Regions from separate parts of the Capra hircus genome. Here region 1 is linked to region 2. Evidence: chromatin contacts called from public Hi-C data. All regions are on one chromosome and are shown on one strand. The core of a region is the stretch at or near the end of the contact, and the rest is flanking DNA. Distances in the headings are between cores, read along the strand shown. Region 1 holds the start of STAG1 (cohesin subunit SA-1). Region 2 has its middle 40 kb from the start of IL20RB.

Region 1 (4,393 bases), core at 176-2,675, 250 kb before region 2:
GGCACATGAAAATCTAAAAGATGGAGTCAAATACCACGTTAAGTCACACAACTTTCTTTATGCCATGTCAAATACTTTCATAAACACTACGTTCGCGAAGAGATGAAAGAAAAAACTCCTCTCTAGTCACAATCACGAGAATAAACTATACACATCATCTTAACATCGACTAACAGCAAGTAATTCGCTATCGTCGCATACAAACAGCATTGTTTTGAAACTGTAAGTGCCCAAAACCATCCCCTGCTTTACACTCCCGGGGCACGATTCTCTGCAATATGAAGAGAATCGGTAACATTTCAAATGTAGGTAGAAGAGGTGACGTGACAATCCTAAAACCTGAAAATTTCTCAGTCCCCACAGCACCCAAGAAGCACCCAGTTTGGACTCTCCGATCGAGGCCCAGGTTCCACTCCAAGCACTCCCGTTTCCCAGCTCTTCACCCCGCCCCCACCCCGAGAAAGGAGGGAAAACAACTTTTATTGGCCTCGTCTCCCGGGGGGCTGGAAAACTAGCGGGGCAGTGCTCCGGCCTGCACACGTTTCTCAAGGAGGCCTCCGTCGGGGGCGGGGAGGGCAGATAGCGGGAAAGCCCGGCTTTGACATCCCCTCTGCCCCAGGCGCCAGCCCCCCGCTCCTCCCCATTGAGAAGAGGCCTGGGCCGGTCGCCTCGCCGAGCGACCCCCAGGCCCCTCAGCCGAGGCGAGCTCGTTGTCATGTGACGACGCCGCCGCCGCTAAAACACCGCAGAAACGCAGGGCGGCGGATGGCATTCGCACCAGCCCGCCTCGGCCCGGCCCCGCCGGGCGCGGGCGAGTCCCGAGAGTCCGAGCGGGGGGGCGGAGGGCGGGCTTGGCGGCGGGCCCGAGCGCGCCACAAAGGCTTCCGCGCCCGTCGCCGTAGTGCCCGAGCGGGCGGGGGCACAATTTTCGGGGCCCGCGGGAGGGGTGCGGAGCGACTAGGGTTCCGGGGTGCCCGCCGCGCCCACAGCCGTCCCCGCTGGCGCCCGGACGGCCGGCGACCGCCGCGCCCCGCACAGGCCTGCGCGGCCTCCCTCCCCCGCGCGGGGCCCGCGCCCGGCCCGCCCGCTCTCCGCTCGCGCTCTCTCGCTCTCGCCCGGCCTCCATCTTGGATCGGCGCTTCCAGCCCCCGCGCCGCTGCCGCCGCATTCCCCCTCTTTCCCGCCCCCCGCCGCCGTCGCCGCCGCCCGCGCTCACCTCAGCTGCCCATCCGGGCACCGCCAGCCGTCGACCTAGTTTCCCCCCAAAAGTCTCCGGTGTGTTATTCCCGATGTGGGGGGGTTGTTACGGGGTGGTCGCCGGGGGTTCGGGAGCGGGGGCCGCGCCTTCAACGGAGCTGCAATCCTAACCCGCCATCTGGTGGCATTTTCCACACGCCAATGGCGCCGCTGCAGACTTGGGTCCGGACCGCCCTCTGCTGGCCGCGGTGCTTACTGCTTCGCTGACGGGACGGGCCTACCCGGAAAGGGGAGGGAGCTGAGGCGCGAGCTGGGGGCCGCGGCGGGGACGCGCGCGAACGCTTTCCTGTGGGGATTGCGCGCACGCGCACCAGCGGGGCGGGAAACGTGGCCGCTGCGTGGCGGCCCGGAGCGCTGGCCCAGCTCAGCCAATCGCAAGCGGCGCATACCTCTCCGTGAGGGGGCTGTGGATGGTTCGTGGGCCGCCCAAGGCAGGCGGAAGGATGGCGGCGGTGGCGCCTGCGCGCCCCGCTAGCTGAGTTGCCGCCCGCCATTTTTGGAGCTTTTCCGAGACCTGGGAGGGAAACCCGCCCCTGGCCCCTTCACCGCGGCCCCTCCCCAGGTCGCGGGACTAGCGCACCCCCGCAGCCCCGCCCGGCCTTGCTGACCCCATCCCCCGCCTCTGCAGAAAAGCGCCCAGCAGAAAAGCGGAGGGGTGGCAGCGCTAAACCACGCTCCCGCCTCTTCTGGTGTCAACCAGGGCCTCAGAGCTTGGCATTGTACGAGCGATTTATTGTCTACTGTTGACGAGGTGCTTTCCCGGGCGAGGGTGAAAAGGTTTTGAGAGCTGTTTGGGACCTCCCTCGCCGTGCATCTAGACGCAACACTGTGCGCCCCAGGCCGATTGGCGTCGTCACTACCTCTAAAGCAGATCCTTTCCGTGGTGCCGGCTTTGCATAAGGCGGCAGCATTGGCTAGTTAGTGAGAAAAGAATGTAAGTAGATTGAGAAAATAAAGCCTCCGCTTTGGAATCAGATTTCTCCTTCCACAGCCTAGGACTCTTCTCAGTAGCTCTGAAATGGACGGGAGAATCGTAGCCGTTTAGCTGCCAAAAGGGAAACAATTGACTAGCGTGAGATCATGACCAAAATATGCTTTTGAATGTTGCCTTTTCCCTACTCTTCCCCCCCACCCCCCGCCTCTGCCTGATCGTGGCTTCTACCTTTCACCCACTCAAAACTTTCAATACAAAAGTGAATCCTTAATCTCCCAGGTCATCAGCCCCATTATGACTAAATTCTCTTGTTACTGTAGCCAGCCAGCTCTATTTCTGTATTGCCTTAGAATCGCTCGACTCCTTTATAGTCTTAAGGGTCAGTCTCCAGTAAATTATCCCTATTTCTGATTTCTCTCTCAAAGGTCACACTGTGTGGTTTTTCACTGGAGGAAGCCCCAGTTCTACCTGGATGGCTATGAAGTCGTGACCACACTCCCACTTGATATATATATAAACTCATCTTTGGATGAATTCCTATCGTATTCTCTACAAACTGTTTCTCATTTTCCTTGTTAAGGTGCCAGTCCCGATCCATACTAATAGATAAAATCATCTGGTCAACAGGGATCAGAGCCATGGAATTCCAGTTTGATATTCTCTCCATCTTAAAATATTTGTTGACACGCCGTGTTCATGACCTTTCAAATTCTCACCAAATTAACTCATTCTCCCTCTCCCCTTCTCCCCAACATCAGTGCTTCTTCCAGGACTACCTATGTCGTCCATTCCTTTTCCTCCCACCACTACTTTCCTAGGATCTTATATCTTCAGTATCGTAGCCATTGACTTCTTTCTGTTTTTCAACAGTTTCCAAGGGCTTTTTAAAAATGTGTACTACTACCTCCAGTTACTGTAATATCAACCTTCTTTTCACTGTCACATTTCTTAAAAGAAGTAGTCTCCTGCTTCCATCTTATTCCTTACCTTTTATCAATCTAACCCATAATGGCAAACTGAATTTACACTTTAAAGTCCACAAGTTCTAACTTTCAACCGTTTTCTCATCCTATTTTTCTTGGCACACCCAATCCTTATCTCCTTCTTGAAACCCTGTGCCACCCCCCCCCCAACTTTTTAAGTCAATTCCTGGGATCTACAACCTAACTGGTTTTCTGGTCTTTGTATTCCTTTGCTAGTGCCTCCTCTTTGTTCCAACCCATAGGTCAGCTCTTAGCTCTCTGTGGTGTTCTCTACTACATTATTGCCCTTCAAAAGTCTCCTTAAATTACTATCTGTTCCTGATTTTCCCTTAGCATTCCTCATATTCAGCTTTCTTGCCAGGAAGCTCCAGTGCAAAATTCAACATTTAAAATAATGCATCTTTCTTACTCAAGTTTCTGATTCCTCTTAGTAGCTTTGTAATATCAGATACATTCAACTTTTATCTATTTGATAAGATAAAGTAAAAGTGGTTCAGTCATCTGACCCTATGGACTGTAGTCCACAGTCCATGGAATTCTCCAGGCCAGAAGACTGGAGTGGGTAACCTTTCCCTTTTCCAGGGGATCTTCCCAACCCAAAGATGGCGCCCAGGTCTCCCGCATTGCAAGCGGATTGTTTGCCAGCTGAGCCACAAGGGAACCGCAAGAATAGTGGAGTGGGTAGCCTATCCCTTCTCCACCAGATCTTCCCAACCCAGGAGTCAGACTGGGGTCTCCTTCATTGCAGACGGATTCTTCACCAACTGAGCTATCAGGGAAGCCCAAGATAAAGTAGAAAGTTTAAGTTCAGTCACTTAGTCGTGTCTGACTCTTTGCAACCCCATGAACTGTAGCCTCCTCTGTCCATGGGATTTTCCAGGCAAGAGTACTGGAGTGGGTTGCCATTTCCTTCTCCAGAGGATCTTCCCAACCCAGGGATCGAATCCAAGTCTCCCACATTGTAGGCAGACGTTTACCGTCTGAGCCACCAGAGAAGTCTATAGGTCCTACAACAAGTTGACTTTGTTGCAGAGCCAGATGTTTCCCAGGAGCCTCTGCTTTCATGAAATTCTTAACCAAGAGTCCAAAGATCTCAGCAACAGTTTTCAAACACCACAATTTTCATTAACAGCCTCAAGTTAGAGGTAAGAACAAAAATGTCAAAAAGAATACCTGGAACTAATATGGATAGAACTAAGGATTCTTAAGTATTATTTGC
Region 2 (4,428 bases), core at 1,794-4,293:
TTCAGCCAGGTGTTTCCCCTATAAGGCAGAGGCCCCCAGCCCTCTCTCCACCTGGGCAGGGGTTTCTAGGGGCCAGAGGAGGGGCTCTCTCTAAGACAAGATCACTGGAGAGCTTCTCTTTTGTACCATTGTGTATGGTTCTGCATTGTTTGATTCTTTTGTACCATTGTGTATGGTTCTGCATTGTCTGATTCTTTTGTACCATTGTGTATGGTTCTGCATTGTTTGATTCTTTTGTACCATTGTGTATGGTTCTGCATTGTTTGATTCTTTTATGAAGAGTATATGTTCAGTTTACCTTTGGCCAAACTGGAATCCCACTCCAGTTTGGAGTGTGCAAATGGCAACCCACTCCAGTACTCTTGCCTGGAAAATCCCATGGATGGATGGAGGAGCCAGCTAGGCTACAGTCCATGGGGTCACAAAGAGTCGAACACGACTGAGCGACTTCACTTTCACTTTCTTTCTTTCTAAACTGGAACCATATTTTCAGTTTGCAGGAATAAAGACTACTACTCCACCAGTCATGACCCCCTCCTTCTTCTCCTCTGCCCTCTACCCTCGAGCCACAGTTGCCCTGTCACCTGTCCAGACCCAGAACTCAGGAATGACCCCTGACTTCCCTCTGCTTGCATCCCTCTCACAGCTAGTTCCCTTGCCCATCCACCTTGCAGGTTTATACAGGTATCCAGACATTTCCCTCAATTATCCCATTGTCCTCCCATGTCCCCAGAATCATTTATGGAAGCCTGACCACGCACCAAACATTTAGCTGGTCCTTGAGAGTAGAGGGGAGCCCTCCCCCATGGCTGGCCATTCCCTCTGCCCTGGAATACTGGTATTTTGACTCCCTGGCCTCTCCTCCGATTGATTTGCCCCTATCACCCGGATTCTTCAATGAGTGAAAGGGATGTGATTAGTAACTACAACAGGAATACTGACCATCTCTCACAGTCCTTGATGATGCCCAACGAGCGGACACCCCTGACCCCACAGTCAAGCACTTTTTTCTTAGTCCTGCCTTCAGATGCTACCAGGGTCCAAGGAACAAAATCCTGATTCTCTGAGGCTTACCTTTGGATGGTGGGGCCGGGGGGAGGAATAATAGTAAAATAATAACAGTGTTTATCATTATTAGGTGAGTTATCTAGAATATTGGGAGTGTGTAAGTCCTATGGGAAGATGACAAGATGGAGCAGAAAATGGAGGGGTGGACTGAGGGCAGATTGCAGCTTCCTCTAAATGAAAATAAATGGAAACAGAAGAACCACAATGCTAGTTAAGTCCTTCCACAGTGTGGGGGACTAAGCGCGTGTGTGTGCTAACTCATGTCAGCCGTGTCCTGAAGTGCAGGGCCCTATGGACTGTAGCATTCAACACAACCCTATGGACTGTAGCTCTCCAGGCTGCTCTGTCCATGGGATTCTCCAGGCAAGAATACTGGAGTGTGTTGCCATGTCCTCCTCCAGGGGATCTTTCTGACCCAGGAATTAGAACCCACAGTTCCCACATTGTGGGTGGAATCTTTACTGCTGAGCCACTGGGGAAGCTCAGATTAAGTGTGACTTTAGAGTAAATGGTTTGGCAACAAGTCCTTAGGAGTGTGCAGCCTCAAACAGAAACTTCACTCAGTATTTCTACTGTTTGTACTGACAGTGTATTTTTTTTTAAACTATTCTCTTAAGTTGTCACAGCAAGTAAATAATTATGTTATTTGGACAGGAAACTAGATTTCAGGATTAGTGAAAGGGAAGGTCAATGGTACACTCAATAATTTCAGTAGGAGCAGTGTACTACTGGTGGAGAAGGCAATGGCACCCCACTCCACTACTCTTGCCTGGAAAATCCCATGGACGGAGGAGCCTGGTGGGCTGCAGTCCATGGGGTCGCTGAGGGTTGGACACGACTGAGTGACTTTATTTTCACTTGTCACTTTTATGTATTGGAGAAGGAAATGGCAACCCACTCCAGTGTTCTTGCCTGGAGAATCCCAGGGACGGGAGAGCCTGGTGGGCTGCCGTCTCTGGGGTCGCACAGAGTCGGACACGACTGAAGTGACTTAGCAGCAGCAGCAGCAGCAGTGTACTACTGGAACTGAATTGAGTCTATCCATATGAACTCATGCCTTTATAAAACATTACATTAGAAGTAGATTTCCTTTTGGGCTTTTTGCCACCGAAGTGGCCTAGTTGCAATGTACCCTATAGTACCCTATATTTTGCCTTTTTTTTTTTTTTTTGCTATTTTTCTCTCAAAAGGAGCCAGGGTTTCTTGGAGCAATGTCTGATTCCATACCTGGTCTGGGGTGGAAATGAGCAAGATAATAATGCCAGGACATTTATACCTTGTTGCGCCAGAAGCAAAAAGCTTTAAATAGGTGGGTCATTCAAAATTATGCAAGGAATCAGTCTAAGAGAGGTAAGTTTGCCTCAGCCAAAGTTGGGACAATGTGAACATCAAAAGGCGAATACTGGCTGATATCAATGGGCAGACCACATTTGCAGTCATGGGTCCATAACTGTACACGAAAAGAGCAAATGTTAATACAATGAATTCTCAAAGAAGATGAATAAAATGTATTTCTACTGAGTCTTGTTATTGAATCCTATGGGGCTTGTTGACTCACTGTGTCTAAGAAGCATACCTGTAAATGTAAACTGGTAAATGTAGCTACACCAGTCAGAAGGCGTTCTTCTCCCCCACCCTTCCCTGGCCCAGGCCATGACCTGCTGAATGCCTGCAACAGCCTCCCCTTCCTGTCTCTGCACTTGCCCATCTCCTGTCTTTCCAGGGATTCCCTGGCAAAGCTCTTTTTTAAGTTCCTTTTACAGACTGTCTAGCTTCTGTGCTACCCTTCCCCATCTCTTAGATAATTTTTCTTATTTTTCTGTGCGCCCTGTTTTTTCCTTTGGCTAACTTCCTGTGGGTGCTCAGCGTTCTCAGTTTCCTTGGAATCTGGCCTGACTGGGTCCCTTTAGGGACCAGCTTCTGAGCCCACCTGAAGTGGGGAGCGCATCACGTCCACGGTGTCTGGCGCCACCTTGTGTTGAGTGCTGGAAATTCCTTCTTTTGTTCCCATTCGCCTGAAAGTGCCCTGGGCTTTCTGGAGAGAGAAAAGGAAAACTCAGGCAAATTTCCTAGAATGAAAACTGCAGAACTTCCATGGGCTTGGTCCCTGGCAAGCCTCCACCATCATCAGTGGATTTAGAATTTAGCAGACACCATATCCTCACTCGTGCTCAGAAGCGCTCTGCTCAGTGCTCCTGTGGCCCTCCCTCCTGGCTGGACCTTGGCCTCTGCCTCAGGCCTCTGGCTACCAGTCTTTCCTCTGTGCTGCCCTTCCCTACCTCTTTAAAAAACAGTTTTTGATATTTTCTCCTGTGTTCTATAACCTATCTCAGGGTTTAACTGACTTTTTTGGGTGGTGGTGGTGGGGTTTGTGTCCATGACAGGGGAGTCATGTTAAACCATTTTGGCACCCAGACTGTGACATCTGGAACTGGCACACAAGAGGTGAACCCAAATTACAGTTTTCTCTTGCTGGCTGTCAGGTCCTCAAGGATCAAACAAAAAAGCCCAGAAAAATCTATCTTCCCTGGAGGTGGGAGCACACACAGGTGGGAACAGGAGGGAAGACAGAGCCCCTTCTGCCTCCTTCAGTGAGGGGCCAGCAGCGCAGGAGCAGCAGTAAAACCCCCTGAAGGGCCCTGGAGGAAAACCTGAGACGTCTTGTCAGGCACCTGCAAAAAGCCCCCAAAGCCAAAGGAAAACTCTCCTATGGGAGGAGGTTCGTGTCCCCAGTCCCTCCAATGGAGCCCACTGGGGAAATTTTAACAAACAACCTTAAAAAACCTGACTGTTGAAAAAAATTAGTGCCTGTGTAAACCGAAGTAACCTCTACATTTGCTCCTGTGCTTTCAAATCACCCATCTACAAGGTGGCCACATATCTCCAAATTTCCTGGACATGACAGTAAGTCTTCTGCCGAACTGTCTACTGATGTTATTACCGGTTTCTAGCCTTAGGAGATCACACCCCAGAGCGGGGGACCCTTGATGCCATCCCACCTACATTACCCACACTGAAGGGCTTTCCCAGGTGATGCCCTGTTTCACTGAAGACTTTGGAATCTTGCACTTAGAAACAGGCCAAAATGAAATAGCCCTCAGGTTAAGCCTAGGTGGGGCTTCTCTGGTAGCTCAGGTGGTAAAGAATCTGCCAGCAATGTGGGAGACCTGGGTACACTCTCTGGGTTGGGAAGATCCCTGGAGAAGGGAATGGCTACCTATTCCGTATTCTTACCTGGAGAATTCCATAGACAGAGGAGTCTGTGGGCTATAGTCCATGAGGTTGCAAAGAGTCAGCCCTGGCTGAGCAACTAACACACTTAAACCTAGGTTATGGAGGGCCAGTGGGGTGGAAGAATTA

What was found. A called contact is a pair of places that touch in the nucleus more often than the background predicts.
Region 1: a contact with region 2 is called in a Hi-C map of blood, with 6 times the contacts expected there. The contact joins the promoter of STAG1 here to the enhancer-like site in region 2. A contact is called at or near these places in 2 of 5 Hi-C or Micro-C datasets (both in blood).

What each region holds. Positions count from the first base shown.
Region 1 is chr1:132,012,267-132,016,659 of ARS1.2, reverse strand. It overlaps STAG1 (cohesin subunit SA-1), which reads right to left and starts at 1,425. Exons shown (of 34, transcript XM_018050852.1): 1 at 1,217-1,425.
Region 2 is chr1:131,762,321-131,766,748 of ARS1.2, reverse strand. No RefSeq gene overlaps it. Among named protein-coding and RNA genes, the nearest start is that of IL20RB, 40 kb to the left of the region's middle. Within about 2 kb of position 3,043, at least 1 of the 5 cell types and tissues checked has an H3K27ac peak or open chromatin away from gene starts, as enhancers often do.